Regions from separate parts of the Mus musculus genome. Here all the other regions are linked to region 3. Evidence: chromatin contacts called from public HiChIP or PLAC-seq and promoter capture Hi-C data. All regions are on one chromosome and are shown on one strand. Each heading gives the region's core, a stretch centred on a gene start, on an enhancer-like site or on the middle of the called end of the contact. The rest is flanking DNA. Distances are from core to core; before and after follow the strand shown.

Evidence for each region. HiChIP or PLAC-seq counts read pairs in DNA pulled down with a chosen protein or histone mark. Capture Hi-C pulls out chosen DNA fragments and counts their contacts.
Region 1: a contact with region 3 is called in an HNF4G HiChIP or PLAC-seq map of pancreatic cancer cells. The contact joins the promoter of Ddit4 here to the promoter of 1700022H01Rik in region 3. A contact is called at or near these places in 1 of 39 promoter capture datasets (liver) and 1 of 115 datasets of contacts at active chromatin or transcription factors (pancreatic cancer cells).
Region 2: a promoter capture Hi-C map of adipose tissue shows a contact between it and region 3, with 2.7 times the contacts expected there. The contact joins the promoter of Anapc16 here to the promoter of 1700022H01Rik in region 3. A contact is called at or near these places in 1 of 39 promoter capture datasets (liver) and 1 of 9 other capture datasets (adipose tissue).

The regions. Positions count from the first base shown.
Region 1 is chr10:59,949,160-59,953,225 of GRCm38.p6, reverse strand. It overlaps Ddit4 (DNA-damage-inducible transcript 4), which reads left to right and starts at 1,456. Exons shown (of 3, transcript NM_029083.2): 1 at 1,456-1,529; 2 at 1,654-1,909; 3 at 2,197-3,551. The coding sequence starts at 1,714. The coding sequence ends at 2,690.
Region 2 is chr10:60,001,316-60,004,994 of GRCm38.p6, reverse strand. It overlaps Anapc16 (anaphase promoting complex subunit 16), which reads left to right and starts at 1,860. Exons shown (of 4, transcript NM_025514.3): 1 at 1,860-2,039. It overlaps Ascc1 (activating signal cointegrator 1 complex subunit 1), which reads right to left and starts at 2,190. Exons shown (of 11, transcript NM_026937.3): 1 at 2,088-2,190; 2 at 68-200. The coding sequence starts at 176.
Region 3 is chr10:61,678,689-61,682,564 of GRCm38.p6, reverse strand. It overlaps 1700022H01Rik (RIKEN cDNA 1700022H01 gene), which reads left to right and starts at 2,275. Exons shown (of 2, transcript NR_126477.1): 1 at 2,275-2,426. It overlaps Sar1a (secretion associated Ras related GTPase 1A), which reads right to left and starts at 2,280. Exons shown (of 7, transcript NM_009120.3): 1 at 2,152-2,280.

The DNA of each region.
Region 1 (4,066 bases), core at 207-2,706, 1.7 Mb after region 3:
TGAAATTGGGCAGTGGGGGTGGGGCTGGAAAGGACAGTGGCCTGACTTCCCTGGCAAGTGTCATGTGTCAAAGCAAACCTGCCCTGTAGCGATGTGATGCTTGCCTGTCTGATCTGGTTTGGTTCCTGCCCGCCGGGCCAGAGTGTCTGATGTAAGTTTGGTCTTTTCTTCCATCAGGGTCCCAGTGTCCTACATTAACAAACCTTTTTATAAAAAAAAAAAACAAAAAAAAAAACAAAAAAACAGGTCTAGTCCGACTGAATCTCCTCCTACCCTAAACAAATCGCTATCAGCCCTAGAGCATCGCTGCCAGGCTATATTTCCTGTTGCCTCGCCTGAATGATGAAACCCCATATGGCTCTTGCATTTGGACTTTTCCAAAGACCTCGGTCCTGGGTTCCATTGAATTGAATTCTCCTGCCACCCCACCCCCCACCCCCGATCCGCCGCTTTTCCCCCCCTTAACACAAAGCATGGGAGGGGTTCTAGGACCCGGCGGACGCCAGGGGCTCTGCCGCAGTGGGTTTGGGAGGCACTTGGCCCTGCAGTGTTCTGTCCCCCTAAGGCCTGCGGGTGGGTCACTGTGTCGGTTTGATGTGAGCCCTTGTTCCCTGGCCGTGGACCAGGCGCTAAGAATCGGAGTCCGTGAACTCTAACTCCTACCCAAACCCTCTGCTAGAGGACAATCTCGAATTGGCAAGCACTTGATGTCCTCCTGAACCTACACCCTGCTCCCCCGGGGCTGCAGAGTAACAGGAACACTGATGAGGGGACGTGGGAGCCGATGGCCCTGAGATGCCTTGTCTTTGGACCTATTACCAAAAGTGCATCGCGTGTCAGAAGCAAAGACAGCGTGGGACTGATGCTCATGGGACAACGGAGTAACGTCTGCCGCCGCGCCACGGTCCCATGGGGCATCCAGTTGTGCGCCCGGTAGTGTCCTTGGCCCTTGGGCTCCCAGAAGCTAGGGGTACCTTTCTCCCCTGCTCAAGCCGCACCAGGTCCCCCAACTCTTCTTTTCAGTGCAGTCACGGGCCGTCCCCTCCCCCAGCAACGCGCCCCTATAATAAACAAGTCTTTCCTTGATCCTCCCCTACCGCGAGCGCCCTCAGGGACCTTGGCAGCTGCTGAAAGCCGCCTCGGATCCCTTCCAGAAAGGGGGTGTGGCCGAAGCTAAGGCGAGGGGAGAGGGGTTCGGCCGGGAGCGTTCTGGGGCTCCGTGGGGGCGGGGCCAGGCCGCTGTCACCAGGCAGGAGAGAACGTTGCGAACGTGCGCCCGGTGCCTATTGGCTGAGGTGGGCCACACTCCCGGGTCTCGATTGGGCTGCGACCTGGAGGGGGCGTGGCCTCGCCGGGAGAGCCCTTATAGGCTGCTGCTCGCTGGTGCTAGGGATCGCAGCAGGCAGGGGGGAGGTGCGAGAGGGTTCGAAGGGACAGGTCCGGGCAGCGATCGGGGGTTGGCACCAGTTCGCTCACCCTTCGAGAGGCAGAGCGCTCTTGTCCGCAATCTTCGCTGACCGCGCTAGCTGGTGAGTGTCCCTCCCGGGTGTGCACATCTTGTCGGGGAGTGACCTCGGCTCTTGGGGCCTCAGAGCCCTCAATCCTGTGCAACGCCGACACTGACGCCAAATCCTTGTCCCTCTTGTCTTTCAGCGGCTTCTGTGCGCCTTCATTCGGACCTTAGCAGCCAGCGTCCTGGCGTCTGACCCCGCCATGCCTAGCCTCTGGGATCGTTTCTCGTCCTCCTCTTCCTCTTCGTCCTCGTCTCGAACTCCGGCCGCTGATCGGCCGCCGCGCTCCGCCTGGGGGTCTGCAGCCAGAGAAGAGGGCCTTGACCGCTGCGCGAGCCTGGAGAGCTCGGACTGCGAGTCCCTGGACAGCAGCAACAGTGGCTTCGGGCCGGAGGAAGGTGAGCACTCAGCCGGGGCCGAATTGGGTTCGGGGATGGGGGGTGGGAGGGGTCCCGGGAGGTGGGTACGAAGCGAGCTGAATCGGCTCAAAGCCACCTTGGCTTCCCACCCCAGCACGAAAAAACAGATTACTCTAGGGTTAGAAGACAAGACTGCGGGGCGGAAACTGAGGCACGGAGTGGAAAGGGACACTGTTTGCTTAGGCAAACTGCACCTCCCCCGCCCGTACAGCTCCTGTGGAAGGCGCTCTAATACAATACCCTTTCCCTGTGTTCTCTCTATCCAGACTCCTCATACCTGGATGGGGTGTCCCTGCCCGACTTTGAGCTGCTCAGTGACCCCGAGGATGAGCACCTGTGTGCCAACCTGATGCAGCTGCTGCAGGAGAGCCTGTCCCAGGCGCGATTGGGCTCGCGGCGCCCTGCGCGTTTGCTCATGCCGAGCCAGCTGGTGAGCCAGGTGGGCAAGGAACTCCTGCGCCTGGCATACAGTGAGCCGTGCGGCCTGCGGGGGGCACTGCTGGACGTGTGTGTGGAGCAAGGCAAGAGCTGCCATAGCGTGGCTCAGCTGGCCCTCGACCCCAGCCTGGTGCCCACCTTTCAGTTGACCCTGGTGCTGCGTCTGGACTCTCGCCTCTGGCCCAAGATCCAGGGGCTGTTAAGTTCTGCCAACTCTTCCTTGGTCCCTGGTTACAGCCAGTCCCTGACGCTAAGTACCGGCTTCAGAGTCATCAAGAAGAAACTCTACAGCTCCGAGCAGCTGCTCATTGAAGAGTGTTGAACTACATCCTGGGGTGGGGTGCGGGGAGGGTTTCTCACTGCCCCCCAAAGTGAAGACAAGGAATTTCTGTGGTGGAGACCCGCAGGCAAGGACTGAAGGACTGTCCCCTGTGTTAGAAAACTGACGATAGCCACCTGAGGGGCGCAGGGCCAGGTGGGGGAAGGAAGTGTTCTCCAGGAAGTCTCTAGGTTGTATGCAGGTGGCTCCCTGTTGGGGCACACGCCCCTCAGTACTGTAGCATGAAACAAAGGCTTAGGAGTCACACAGGCTTCTGGCTGGATGTGTATGTAGCATGTACCTTATTTTTTTTTATTACTGACAAGTTACAACAGCAGTTGTGGGCCAGAGCCAGAAGGGCAGCTGGTCTGCACTGGCCTCTGCCCCGGCTGGGGGTTGGGGGCTGGGGGGGAGGCAGGGGGAGGTGGCCGACAGTTTGTGTATCTTCTGGTCTGAAAGGACCTAGTGTGTTTTGTCATTTGTTTTGTATCTTGGTTTTGGGGGGTGGGGATCGGCGCTTCACTACTGACCTGTTCGAGGCAGCTATCTTACAGACTGCATGAATGTAAGAGTAGGAATGGGGTGGGTGTTAGGATCATTCGGGATCTTCGACACTTGAAACAAAATTACACCTGGGAGCTGCAGCCAGCCCATCCCGGTGCCCATGTACTGGAGGATTCAACTGTGAGGAGAGGGGCTGGGGTGGGGGTGGGGGGCTGGAACCCTCTTTTCCCAGAGGAGTGCCACCTGGGTCTTCCATCTAGAACCTGTTTACATGAAGTTACTCGCGGTTCATGAATACACTTGATGTTCAAGTATTAAGACCTATGCAATATTTTTACTTTTCTAATAAACATGTTTGTTAAAACACTTGAGTCTCATCGGCGCCATAAATGAAAAGGGAGAGTGGTGGGTGCTGGTCACAAGTTTCATCAGATTTCAGGGGCCACTTGTGTGTCCCCTGACTGCCTGGTAACTGCCATCAGAGCTCCTGGACTGCCTGGCAACCTGGGAACTGTGCCATCAGAGCCAAGGTCCCTCAGTTCTGCTGAGTGGAGCTACCAGGAGAATGTGCTGGAAAGCACCCGAAGGTGAAAGATGAGTCAGACCTCCCTGGAAGTCTGAGTCTCTACAAGGAGGGTTACCTTGCTCTCCAGGTGAGAAGGCCCAGTCTCCTTAGCCTAAGGCCTTTTCTCTGAGGAAAAGTCTAGACTGATGTGGTACATAGTCAAGGGTATGGTTTTATCTCTGGGTATAAAAAAAGGTTAAGAGACCTTTGCAAAAGACAATTCAGTTTAAACCTCTCCCTAGGCAAGAAACCTAGGCTCAGGAGATGTGGCCCAGGCAGGAGCAGAGACCATACAAAGGCAGGGGGATGA
Region 2 (3,679 bases), core at 611-3,110, 1.7 Mb after region 3:
AGAATTACCCTTACAGTACAAAGAACATTTTCCCTCTTGTGGGACCTAAGAGACCCCCCAGGATTACCAGGATAGAAATCCTCGTCTTCTTCATGTTGGTACTGTTTCTCCTGGATGGGATTCTTTCTATAATTCCGTCCATCGAACGTTACAATCTGTGGGCGTAGAACATCCATGACAAATGACGTTCCAGGAAAGTCCTGAAAAAGAAAGTGCCCTTTTGTTTAATTTTTTTTTTTTTAATTAAACAATGAATACTTAGGTCACTAAGATGGCTCAACAGGTAAAGGCACTTGCTCCCAAGGCCGATGACCCACACGGCAGAAGGAAAAAGTTGACTCCTGCAGGTTGTCCTCTGGACTACACATGCAGCCAGGTAGCAAACGCACAGACAAAATATGGAAATAAACAAACAAATGTAATAAAAAATTAAGTTAAAAGAAACTCCATTATGTAGGCAAGTAGCATAGACTAAATAAATAAATGTAATAAAATTTTAAATTTAAAAAATTCTGCTAGCCGGGCGTGGTGGCGCACGCCTTTAATCCCAGCACTCTGGAGGCAGAGGCAGGTGGATTTCTGAGTTCGAGGCCAGCCTGGTCTGCAGAGTGAGTTCCAGGACAACCAGGGCTATACAGAGAAACCCTGTCTCAAAAAAACCAAAAAACAACAAAAACAAAAAACAAACAAAAAACAAAAAAACAAAAAAAAATTCTGCTGTGTAGGCAGGTAACATATGCACAGACTACATTCGTAAATAAATAAATGTAATAAGAAATTTAAATTAAAAACTCCATTATGTAGGCCTCAACTGGGCAGTTCACAGCACATCCTAAGCAAAAATAGTGTCGCTTTCCATGAGCTCACCAGTGTAAGTTCTTGTATAGGTGTCTGATTAACCTATAGGGGGTGAGGTCTTGCTAGCCACCTAAGTATGAGCAGAGTGCTTCATTCACCCTATCCAGTATGATATTTTATCGTATCCAGTTTGATAACGCATTGAGGAACCATCGGTACAATACCCGCGGAAGAGAGGTAAGCCGTTTTAAAGATGCTAGAAATAAATACCTTCCAATCAGATTTATTTCCCTATCACAGTACAATTAAAATATGACTTACTAACACAGTTCTCGGACCAACACAGTACTGAGAAGGAACAGTTTCCCGAGGCCACTGCCTCCAGAACACAACAAACGGCTTCACGCTTGAATCAATAATTCGGAATTAAAGGCTCCTGATAAACTACCCCATGTTCCCATCCCAGATGGCTGCGGCTACAAGTTCACGTACTTAACAAGTTCCACCAAAGAAGGCCTAACAATCCCTTCCAAATGAATGCTTGACCCAACCCTCAGTCAAGTCGCTAATCCGCAGCCACCTGCAGGACGCAAGAAGAGGGTTCGTGCTTTGAGAAAACAGAAAATCAACGTTGGCAGGGGGATGCAATTATTAACAGTCTTGTGCCGCGCCACCCTGGTGTGCTACTCCTTTAGCATCCCTTCCCACTTCAAAAACCACGTTCTGTCGAAAAGGAGCCTTTACAAAGTGTGAGCACTGAGCACGAAGCCACAGTGGTACCTTTCCTGAGCAGCTCCAGGCAGAGACTGCGCAGAAGGAGGAGAGCGGACTAGCCCTGGGTCATGGGTGTTTGAAGAGGGAAAAGTGGATATGCTTTCGTGCAATTCTCACATAAAAAGCAAACGCTGAACATCCTACGCTAGAGAGGCGGAGCAGACAGCACCAACGCAAGAAAACCAAAACTGCGGGGGACTGGGGCGGGGAAGGGGGCGGGGCAGCCACAGCGACCCGGAAGTGTTCTCGGAAAGCTCGGTCTGGCCCAGCCGGGCTCCGCCCCCTCCACGCATGCGCGCTAGCACCGCCCTCTAGCCCTCACCGCCGCAGGGACAGGCGCAGCACCGCCATCAAACTCCCACAGCTCAGGCGGGCGCGCGCACGCCGCCGTCTACGTCGTGGCGAGCGAGGCCGCACGGCTTCGTCCAAGGGGCGGGGCTGTCAGTCAAAGTGCACAAGCTGCTGAGGTAAGTGGCCGAGAACCTTCCAGACCTGATTCCCCCCTACGCTCCTACCTGCCAGGACTAACTGGGAGCGTAGGAAGAGACCCTGGAGGCTCGCCCGCGCCGGCCGTATGCAAAGGCAGCGTCATCCGACTGAGCATGCGTGGGGCGGGTTGGCGCCTGCGCCGTGGGCCGGCCGCAAGCCTTCCCTTCCTCCCCGAGTTGTTGGGTAGGAAGCGTACCTGGGTGGAGTTGGAGTAGCCAGGATTAGGGTGCTGGCTCCTCCCCTCTCCCGCGAGCTTCTTCATCCCACCTAGAAAGAGCTACCGCAGCTAGGTGCTGCGGGTGGTGATCCGTCTGTCTAGGTGGGACACCTAGTGATTTTTGTTAGTAGAACCCAACGGGTGTCATAATTAGCCACCTCACTTGGATCCCGATCGACATAAGCATCTGGTTTGTTCTGGGCTTTATTTTAAAGGAGGATCTCTTTTTTTGTTTTGTTTTGTTTTAAGACTATAAGCGGAAAGTTTATGAGTGCGAGGTCGTCCCTGTCGTACACAAAGTAAGTATTTAACCACGCCAGCCATATTGTGCCCCACAAACTATCATTCCGCTTCTTAGGAGCGTTTCCTCTGCTTGGCAGCAGCCACAGCTTCCCTGATAGGGCCAAGTTCCAGATAATCATCATTCAACAAAAGTTCACTGAGTGCCTCGTTATGAGGATGGTAGTCTCCTGAGCGACAGGGTTGAATACTCCATGCAGAAAGAGTCATGACTGGAACTGTCTCGGTCCCCTGCAGCCTCTACTGAGCTGATTGCTTTTGTCCTCGGTTTGTTTGTTTGTTTGTTTTGGTTGGTTGGTTGGTTTTGTGGGGTTTTTTTTTTTTTTTTTTTTTTTGGTTTTTTTGGTTTGGTTTGGTTTTTTTTGGTTTTTCGAGACAGGGTTTCTCTGTACAGCCCTGGCTGTACTGGAACTCACGCTGTAGACCAGGCTGGCCTCGAACTCAGAAATCTGCCTGTCTCTGCCTCCCAAGTGCTGGGATTAAAGGCGTGGGCCACCTCCGCCCGGCTGACCTCGTATTTATAAATCATTCATCCAGGAGCCACTGTGACAAGGGTTTTTATAAGATGCCTCCAGGGTACAAAGGTAGTTTGTTTTCTCCTTCCAACGACATGGGATCCTTTTCAGTGCCTCACACTTGGGTAAGCAAACACTCTAGCCACCTCACAATACATCCCCAGGCCCAGGCTTGAAGCTGGTGTCTGCTGTCTTCCTCCTTAGCCTTTCATAGCTTCCCTGAACCCAGAACATTCCCATTCCCCATAACCTAGCTAACAACATTGCTATGGGGAATCGCTTATCTTCTGCCTCCCAAGGGCTGGGTTTACAGGCAGCTACCACACCTGTGAGGCTTGTAAGTGACTTGAAGGGCTCCCCAACCCCTCCAGTGAAAACACTTACTCCATGTAGCTCTCCCCAGCCCCACTGCAAGATTCTTTATAAGATCATGAGGTGAATGTGCTGACTGAGAGTGTAGCCCAGCGCTAGGATGTGTGAAGTGCGTAACATCACACTGCCTGCCTCCCGAGCAGACCCTTCCCTCCCGGGAGCTTTACACGTAAGTGAAAAGCTGGATTGTGCATAGGGAAAAGTGTATGTGCCA
Region 3 (3,876 bases), core at 1,026-3,525:
TTTATTCCAGGAGAGACCCAGTTCATCTTTAACAGGCTGTGGCCTACTGTGGCCTCTTACACCCAACAAGTCTAATTCATGTGCACTGGTTTGCTGCCAATAGTCCAGCACTTTGTTTTTAGCCACATCTCTTTAGAAGAATTCCCAAGATGGACATGGGTGTGAAAGCTTTGACCACAGCACCTGAGAGGCTGAGGCAGGAAGAGGAGCTTTAGTGTGTTGCAGCTTCACCAAGCCAAAGTAGGCTACATAGTGACACTCTGTTTCAAAGGAAAACAAAACAAAACAAACAAACAAACAAAAAACAAAAACAAAAACAAAAACAAAGAAAAGGAAAGCAAATATTCTCAGCCTGGTTAATTCTACAAATGTGATACTTTAGAGGATTTTTTTAAGTGGTAACGTAACTGACTTACTTTCATTTTCCAATTTATTTTCCTTCCCAGTTCTTGTTTTAAAAGCCTTCCTACCAAAATGATAAGGAAAAGTATTAGAATGAATTCTTCAGTGATGTTAAAAAGTAGTACTGGGACTGGAGAGATGGCTCAGTGGGTAAGAGCACTGACTGCTCTTCCAGAGTTCAATTCCCAGCAACCACATGATGGCTCACAACCATCTGTAATGGGATCCGATGCCCTCTCCTGGTGTGTCTAACAGTTACAGTGTACTCATATACATAAAATAAATACATAAATCTTAAAAAAAAAAAAAAGTAGTACTCCTCTCAGAGCCCAGAGTTGGGCTGTACTGCTGCCCAAAGCTGAAGAAATGGCCTTGCTGACACTGTCCTTGAGATCTCGGGATCTGAACCAATTCATCCACCAGCAACCTTAGAATTTATACAGCACCAGCACAAATACCTTCATCTCATCCTCCCACCAACTCTAGCAAGCCAAGATGAAGACGAGGACACTCTTTAGGCTCCCTGTCCTGTTCAAGACTGTGCGGTCAAAAGCATCAGTTCCAAAAGCCAGGAGAGACGGATCAGAGGTTCAGAGTACCAACTGCTCTCCCAGAGGCCCTGGGTTCAAGCCCCAGCACCCACATGCGGCTCAGAACTGTAACTTCATCTCTAGGGGATCTCACACAGGCACACATGGAGGTAAAACAACAATTCACATCAAATAAAAATAAGGTATTTAAGAAGAAAAGCCTCTCACCTAAAACCAAAGCCCTTTTCCTGCTAATATTAAATTCCAATCATAAGACTTCCAAAAGGGTAAAAGGTAACTTTCTTCCTTAACCTACCACCTACACAGACGATAATCTTAAGAACACACTATTTTCTATTCTTCGTCTACTCTATCATCTATGGAATGTTAAGAATATTAAAACCAACAACACAATTCATGAACCTTAAGTAAAAACCGTGCAAATATCAAGATGGGAACAAACAAGTGCCAGAAAGACCATCAAGCAATAAAAAACGTACTCTCAAACATATTCACTCCGGGTGAATCTGGGATAGAAGGCAGCTGGCTATTAACTAAGAAAGTCTACGTAGCTGCAAGGTGAATGTCAAAGATCAGCTTCCTGACAATTCCCCCCTAACCCTCCCTTCTCAACCTGAGCGGACAGTGCCCAGGTACTGAAGAAACACCCAGTGAGGGAGGATACTGAGAAAGGGTACGACTACCAATGGTACCATTGGTCGGTACCATTCTCACCTGGGTAAAAATGACGAAGAAAACATTCATCTACGATAATCGCCCAAGAGGGAATTTTTCCATGCACAGGAAAAATAAAAAGGGTGGATGGGAGTGGGGTGTTGGTGGAGGGAGAGACCATGGGTTCCAGACAGGGCATCGGATACCCAGAGGCTGAACGTGGGGCTCGAGCGCCCACTCGCTACTCGAGGGCCACGATCTGCAGAACGCAAGGATGAGTGCCAGGGCTCCAGCTATCCTCACCGAGGAACCAGACTCCTCCGCTATGGAGGCCACGAAGCCGTCTCCTCCCCCAAAAAAAACCCCGACCGCCGCCACGCCACCCCGCAGCCCGTCCCCGCCCAGAGCCGGCCCGCGGAACCGCCTGCGTGTCACTGCACCCCCACCCAGCCCCTCCGCGGCGGCCCCGCGCCCCGGCCTTCGCTGTGGCCCGTCCCGGGCCCGCTGCCCCACCGCCACCTCCTCCGCTGGGGCCCCGACTCACGGCCCGAGGGGCTCCTCCGGCGGTGGCTGGCGGCGCGACCCTCCCTCAGAGCACACAGACCAGCAGTCCCCGGGTCCGCCAGCTACGCGCCGGATGTACGTCACGCCCCTCCCTGAGACTTCCGGGCACGCACGTGCCCCGCCCCCTCGACGCGTCACGCCGTCCGGGCTGTGGGTACCGCCCTAACAGCCACTCTGGCCGCGGAGAGGCGGGCCTAAGGAGTGACGTACGCTCGGGGTGAGGCTCCGCCCGCTCTGTGGAGGCTCTCAAGCGGGGTAAGACGTGGCAGCGTCTGTCAGGCGGCCTGGGCTTCTGTCCCCAACTTAAGCAGCTACTTAAGCAGCCTGGGGCTTCCGATCCCAGTATGTTTTCAGACGCGCGCCGGACATCAGAAGCGGAGGCTGCCAGATATCAGTAGAGTCTAGGACAGTAGAATTGACTTTGGAGACCTCAACCTAGGTGGATGTCACCTAGTCATCGTTTTAAGTTGTTTTCCCCGCCTTGGGATAGCGTTTCTATTTTTCAGCTTTCTAAATAAAAGCAACAAGAGTTTAATGAGCAGTTTTGGGCAGTACCCTGACTGCTTGGGATCCTTCATCTGGTTTAACCCTCAGTACGTATTAATAGCTCCACTGAACAAATCAGTTAACTGGGGCTTGCAAAATAGCTCATCCATCAGGTCAAGGTAGGTTTGCCTACTGTTTTAGCCAGGGCTCTCAGAGGAACCACAACTGGCCCCGCATTGTGATGCACGCCTTTAATGCCAGCCCTTGGGAAGCTAATGTCTATGGATCTCTGAGTTCCAGGCCAGCCAGAGTTACACGGCGATACCCTGTCTTAAACAAACGAATAAATAAGGAACAGAGATAGAATAATTATACATGTGCAACTTAAAAAATATTTACAAGTGTTTTGTTTGCATGAATGTCTGTACTATGTACATGTTTGTTGCCTGCAGAGACCAAAAGGGTGTCAGATCTCCTGGAACGGGAGTTATAGACCATGGTGAGATTCTAGTGAGCATATCTCTGCTGGGAATTGAACCCAAGTCCTCTGGAAGACCATCCAGTGCTCTTCACTGCTCAGCCATCTCTCTAACCCCAATATATCGTTAAGAGGATTTATTAGAGTGGCTTACAGGCTGTGGTCTGAGTAGTCCAACAATTGGTTGTTTCCCAATGGGAAGGCCAAGAGTTGGGTAATGGTTCAGACCATACCAGACTGATAGGCTCAGCAGTCCCAATCTGATGCTGAGAATCTAGGGAACTACTACATAGCCAGTAGTCTTCAGTCGAAGTTGGAATCCCAAAGAAGTAGGTCCTAATATCAATGGAGGGATGCCTCAACAACAGAACAGATGAACTTGCCAGGGAGAGTGAGGGCAAGCAGGCAAAAAAGCAAACGCCTCCTCCTTCCATGTCCTTTTATGTGGGCTGCCACTCGAGAGTGTGGCCCAGATTTAGGGTGGGTCTTCCCACTTCATATGATCCGATCAAGAAAAATCCCTCACAGGTGTGACCAGCTGCTTTCATCTTAGTTAATTCCAGATGTGATCAACTTGACAACCAAGATTAGCAGTCACACTGCTCAAAGATCAAGACTGACAACCTGAGTTCAAGTTCCAGAACCACAGAAAGTGGGGTGGGGAGGGCAGTCTCTGCAAATGCCAGGGCTGGCAAAGGAATGGTTCCTGTGAACTAAGAAGGAAAGCAAGTGAGTGCGACT